Linked DNA regions of Oryza sativa: region 2 is linked to region 1. Evidence: chromatin contacts called from public HiCAR-type data. All regions are on one chromosome and are shown on one strand. The core of a region is the stretch at or near the end of the contact, and the rest is flanking DNA. Distances in the headings are between cores, read along the strand shown. Region 1 has its middle 11 kb from the start of LOC112936978. Region 2 has its middle 16 kb from the start of LOC107279290.

Region 1 (3,014 bases), core at 484-2,983:
CCACCACCGCCGAGAACACGATAATCGCGAACAACGGCTGCTGGGCGATACAAGTCGAGGTCGACGCCACGACGACGACGACGATGAAGATCGACGCCGGGAAAACAACGATGGGCGATGACGAGGCTCGCGAGAACCCGAGCGTCATCCTCGGAACCCAGCCCCGGAACCGAGCGATTCCTCATCATCCTCGTCATCTTCATCATCTTCCTCATCGGACCGACATCCACGACGAGCACATGATCGCTGACAACCCACCGCTCCTGGCGGCAGGTGTAGAGCTTTCACTCGCTCTCTACGAGAGGTTCGATGGCCTGAGAAATTTCGACCGGGAGCAATAGAGAAGTACGACGGAAGCACCAACCCTGAGGAGTTCCTTCAGGTCTATTCCACAGTACTCTACGCTACCGGAGCAGACGACAACGCATTGGCGAATTATTTGCCGGTGGCGTTGAAATGATCTACATGTTCATGGCTAGTTCACCTCCCGCTCTACTCGATTTCTTCATGGGAAGATCTGTGGCTGCAGTTCGTCGCCAACTTCCAAGGAACATACAAGCGCCACGTGATCGAGGACGTCCTACACGCGTTGACTCAAAATCCAGGCGAATCATTGAGGGACTATATTCGGTGCTTTAATGAGTGCAGAAATACGATCCCCGAGATCACCGATGCTTCCGTAATCTGCACGTTCAAGTCTGGTGTCCGAGATCGCTACACTACGCAAGAGTTGGCGACAAGACAGATCACAACTGCTCGTAGGCTATTCGAGATTGTCGATCGATGCGCTCATGCGGATGACGCCCTGAGACGCAAGAACGACAAGCCGAAGACGGAGGGAGAGAAGAAACCAGCCAAGGATGCATCTAAGTCAAGCAAGAAGAAGAGTCGCAGGAGTGGGAAAATGAAAGCTCAAATAGAGGTCCTCGCTACAGAGTATGCGGACCCACCCAGGCACCCAGACCCACAAGGCGACAATACGAAGAAAATATGGTGCCCTATACATAAGTTGGACAAGCACTCTTTGGAGACTTGTTTCGTCATCAAAAAGGCGCTCACGAAGCAACTAGCATTGGAGAAAGGCAAACGAGTACGTGTAGTCGAGAAGGCCGCAGAAGCAGCTACTCAGGACTCAGACTCAGCCTACCCAGACTCCGACCTCCAAGTTTCACACATCTTCGGAGGTTCCTGTCACTTCCTGATTTTCGTCTTAGGATTTATAAATTATTTAATAAATTATTATTAGAATTTATATTAAATGTTCATTAATTTACAAGTGAAGTTAAGTGTGGGTAATAAAATTTCCGAAATATGAAGCATGGATGGATTTAATTTTTATTAAATTATCCATGGTTAATTATACTTTTTGGAATTTTCTCGGATTTTTCGGAGCTCAATTTCTAATTTTAATAATACAAACAACATTTCAGTAATTATCCACATTTTAAATTAATCATTATATGGTGTGATTATAATCTTGTTAAGTACTTTGAGTGTCGAAGTATTTACAGGATTTTTCTTGAAATTATTTGAGCATTGGAAGTATTTTTAACAATTCAAAGATCATTTCAGTGATTAATTTAATTGGAAAAGTAATTAAAATTCCTCTTTTCCTTTTCGGGCCGAAACAGGAAAAGTCCTCTCTCTTTCTTGGCCCAATCTCCTCTCAGCCTGTAGCCCCTCTCCCACTCTCTGTCGAAGTCTGCTTTGTGTCCCTCTTTCAATCGGGCCAAGAAGTAGAAGCCCATCCGGAAGTCTACCTTTCCTCCCTGTCGCTACAGTGGCATCTTCAACCTCCAGCCGGCTGGAGACAGAGCCCGATGCCGCCATTGCCGTCGATTTCCCCTCCAAATCCGGTCTCCTCTCTCGTGTTATTTCAAAATTAGTTGAGAGGAAATATTCCTCTTATCCTGCTCTATCTTTTCCCCCAAGAATCGGACTTTATCCCGGAGAAATCAATGCGGAATCGAGCTCGATTCGTGTTTATCTCTCCAAACTAAACCCTAGAAAACCCCGGCTCCGATTCTCTCGTTGTTCGATCGATCTCTCTCCCATGGCTATAAATAGAGTCCCCTCCCTCTCCTCTTTTCGGCTGGCACCTCTCCCTCTCTCCGCCGTCGCTTGTAGCGCCGTCACCGCGTTCATCTTCTCTGTCCACCGCCGGCAGCCGCTCCAGCCGCCTCGGCCGTCGACGACCTGCGCCGTCGCCTCTCCCGGGTTCGCAAGGAGGAGCTGCACGCCGTCCACCCCTGGGTCGAAGCCAAAGCCTGCCGTAGCGCCACTGACGCCGTCAAGCCGAGCTCGTCGCCGCTTCGATCTCGTCGCCGGCCGTCTCCCGTCGTCGTTCGTCGTCGAGCCGCTCCTCAGTGGGTTCCCGCGTCGTGGTCGTCGCGTTGGTGCCCTCCGTTCTCGCCGCCTTGACCTAGATCGCCGGTGACCGTGATGTCCCGAGCCTCTCGCCGGTGATGACGTCATCGATGATGTCATGAAGCCCTTTTCCCTTCTAAAAATAAATCTTAAAATCAGTTTAATCTTGTAAAATTCATAACTAATTTATATGAAGTCGGAATGAGGCCGTTCAAGTCTCTAAATTCATCTAAAATCATGATCTACATGTTTGTTTACTTTTTATGTACTGTTTATTTGGTTTTTATTAGTTTTTTTTGCTTCGTTTTACGTGTTAGCTTGTCGTTTCCATCGTTGCGAAGGTTCGTGAGTGTGTCGGAAGAGATTCAGATGACTAATTGAAGACCGATTATTGCAAGGCAAGTCACACAGATCCTAAACACAATTCCTTTGAGCATGTTGATCCTATATTTAAATTCTCTATTTATTTCAACAGTGTATTTATTTTCGAATGTCACCGGGTGGTGTGAACCTATTCCCTTGTTATGGCCAGTTTGCATTGATTACCCTATTTCTTGATACCTTGGGTAATAAATTGATTAGCTTGAACCTTATATATTGGTTTGGTTCAGGTAAAAGCTATATATATATATATATATATATATATA
Region 2 (3,005 bases), core at 268-2,767, 160 kb after region 1:
CACCTTCTTCTCTGTATATGGATTTGCTCTCAGCAATATGGCTGCAGAGCATGTGCTGCGTGCATTGTGTGTGTTGCTGTGGGTGTCCTCCTCTCTTCCTCTTTCTCTCGTGAGTCTCCCCCGTCCCCCTTGCTCTGTGAAATGGCTGGTTCTGTTATAGCGTGAAGGGAATGCAGTTCACTGCCCAGTGCATGCATGGCTCACATATGGATGGCAAGCCAATCAGTTGATTCTACGATTTGCAATTCCTTCCATATGTTATGATTTCTTCCAATTAGCGAGGATCATACTCAATATGATTCCATCCAAATTATACCGGGACGATCCACTTTCCGAACCGGCGTGATGCAGAGCGATTAATTCCTTGTATTCGTATACGCGTACACACTGCATATGGCAAGGGATTCTCTAGACAGAGCTACATTGCCTTTATATTTCTTGAGTTTCTATGCAAGCACGCACATGGTTTTCCATGCAAGCAATCCAAGCGATCCACTGCCGGCAAATCACGTGATTAGCATCCTCTCTAATGACGATGCTCGGTGGCATGCTTCCATTTAGATTAATAAAAAGAAAAATTCAAGCAATACCATGAGCATATACACGTCTGTATTCTAGGCACTGGAGCAGATATTGGCACGTGTCACATAACATTCATACATATACGCTCGTGTATGCTAGATTGTACCATTAGTGATAATTAATCACTAATTTATTATTATACTGTTGTTCCCGAGATTAATATTTTGATGCACCCTATTTCTAACAAAATTAAAATTAGAGAAAAGGTGTACAAAATATCATCGAACAAAATGTCCCCTCACCAAGTTAAATTCGAGCGTGGAGCGGCTCGGAATTAACTTGGTGAAAATTTTCCATTTCCTGAGGAACAATAAATTAAGTACCACAGCATTTTTTTTAATCTCATAAGTGCAAGCAGAGTTCAAGCACTGAATGAACAACCAAGACGAACTTGGTGGTTTTTCTATGTTGAAGAAGCGCATGTTGCTGCCGCCATACTGCTTAAAAGACATTTAATCCCTTCTAGCATATCTCACGGTAGCTGTAGATTATGCCACCAAAATTTTGCAATAAAGGGCTATATGATTTTTCACTATGGTATCACTACAAGAGATCTTATGATAGATGATGCTTCATTTACGTCGTAAACATTAAATTTTTCGTCACGTTTCGTAATCTGTGACGCTCGCGTGACGAAAATTCATTCGTCACTTATTATGCGTCTCTAATGGCGTTCAACGATGAAACCTTATTTTTCCTCATTAATCTAGTGACGATCATTCTGTCGTCATAACTTTGTGACTCTCATATTCGTCATTATCTAGCTAAAAAACGTCATAAAATATCTGATGGCCCATTAAAATCCATGTATTGAGCACCCTATTTATAGGCTTAGCCCAATGGCAAGCCCGACTAAAGTTTAGCCTGGCCCATCTATGTTGTAGCATATTTTCAGCCCAATTCTATTGTATCAATTTGCTTTAATATCAAATAATAAATGGGTCAAGTCCATTGTAAAAGCCCATATAGGCCCAAACATGTACCACACCATTTTCAGCCCGTCATATTATATTCATTTATATTAATATCAAATAACAAGTGGGCTAAGCCCATATAAGCCCAACAATCAAACACAATAACAACCCATATAGCACAACCCGACAAACATCCAATATAACACAAATCTTACAACCAGGTAACAGCCAAATCTAGACACATTCCAAATACAATCCCAGGTTCATATGTAATATTAATCATGGTAGCAAAGCTGTAGAAAATGTAATTAAGAAGGCCACATTTATGGCAAGGAAAATTCAGTCACATCTTCCATCGCTAGGAGATACAACCTTGAAGCATGCATCAGGCCTCGGTGATAGCACATAACCTGAGCATATAAAAGCAGTTTTGTAAGACATCGTGCTCAGGAAATCAATCACGATGCAATCTGTTTTTGTTAAATCTCTTCCAGATTATGAATGGTGTTTGATTGATCATAAATAAGCCATATTGGAAGCAAGTATGGGAGTTGCGGCTAGAAGATATCAACTTTTTGGCAGAGAAATTTAGGGTTTACTTCGAGGCTTTTTGTTGTTTGGTGTTTCTCTAGATCCCAACAGTCAGACCGGCATTACGCGAGCGGTATAACCAGCCAGTGGTCTAACCGGCGTTAGGCAAGTGGTCAGATCAGCGGCGGCAGTGCGCAACAGGCATGTAGGAGCAAGGCGTTGTATCCGTCGACAACACTCTGGTTTGACCATAGGCTTCTATATGGTCTTACTGACATTGATCTTGCAACCAGCACAACTTCATCAGGTTTGAGAGTAACTTTCAATTTCCTTAAACATTTTCGGTTTTTGATGATATCCTACCATTCACCTCCTCTAGTAGCTTAATTCTTGTAATTCGATCCTACACATTATGTTATAATTTATTAAGGACACGACGTATCTTCACATCAATTGAGTACGAAAAGATCAATAAACTTTTTTGTTTGGTTGATGTTCTCTAGAGTTACTGATTACCTGTAGCGCCCGTTCCGTCGTGGCACCTAGCGGGAAAACTGGAGAAGTTAAGGCTGACCGTGGTATAGTCAGGCGTCCCTGCCAGCTTGACAGTACAGCCTACCCTAGAGTCGCAAATCCGGGAGGCTCAGAAGGACGACGAAGGGATAAAAGAGTTAATAAAAAGAATACAGGAGAAGAAAGACACCAATTTCTCCATAGACGATCAAGGCACAGTTTGGTGCGGTCCACGCATCTGTGTACCGGCCAAGAAGGAGTTAAGAGATCTCATCCTAAAGGAAGCTCATGAGTCCGCCTACTCCATTCATCCAGGAAGTACGAAGATGTACCAAGATATCAAGGCATACTTCTGGTGGGCTGGAATGAAGCGAGATGTCGCAGAATACGTAGCCTTGTGTGACATTTGCCAAAGAGTCAAGACAGAGCACCAGAGGCCAGCTGGTCTGCTACAGCCCCTACCAA

The links. HiCAR-type assays count read pairs that join an accessible place to other places.
Region 2: a contact with region 1 is called in a HiCAR-type map of leaf, with 2.9 times the contacts expected there. The contact joins two enhancer-like sites. A contact is called at or near these places in 2 of 15 Hi-C or Micro-C datasets (leaf and panicle) and 1 of 4 datasets of contacts at active chromatin or transcription factors (leaf).

What each region holds. Positions count from the first base shown.
Region 1 is chr11:9,989,923-9,992,936 of ASM3414082v1, forward strand. No RefSeq gene overlaps it. Among protein-coding and RNA genes, the nearest start is that of LOC112936978, 11 kb to the left of the region's middle. Within about 2 kb of position 1,734, at least 8 of the 15 cell types and tissues checked have open chromatin away from gene starts, as enhancers often do. A contact at or near this core is called in leaf and panicle, where this site is marked.
Region 2 is chr11:10,153,899-10,156,903 of ASM3414082v1, forward strand. No RefSeq gene overlaps it. Among protein-coding and RNA genes, the nearest start is that of LOC107279290, 16 kb to the left of the region's middle. Within about 2 kb of position 1,518, at least 6 of the 15 cell types and tissues checked have open chromatin away from gene starts, as enhancers often do. A contact at or near this core is called in leaf and panicle, where this site is marked.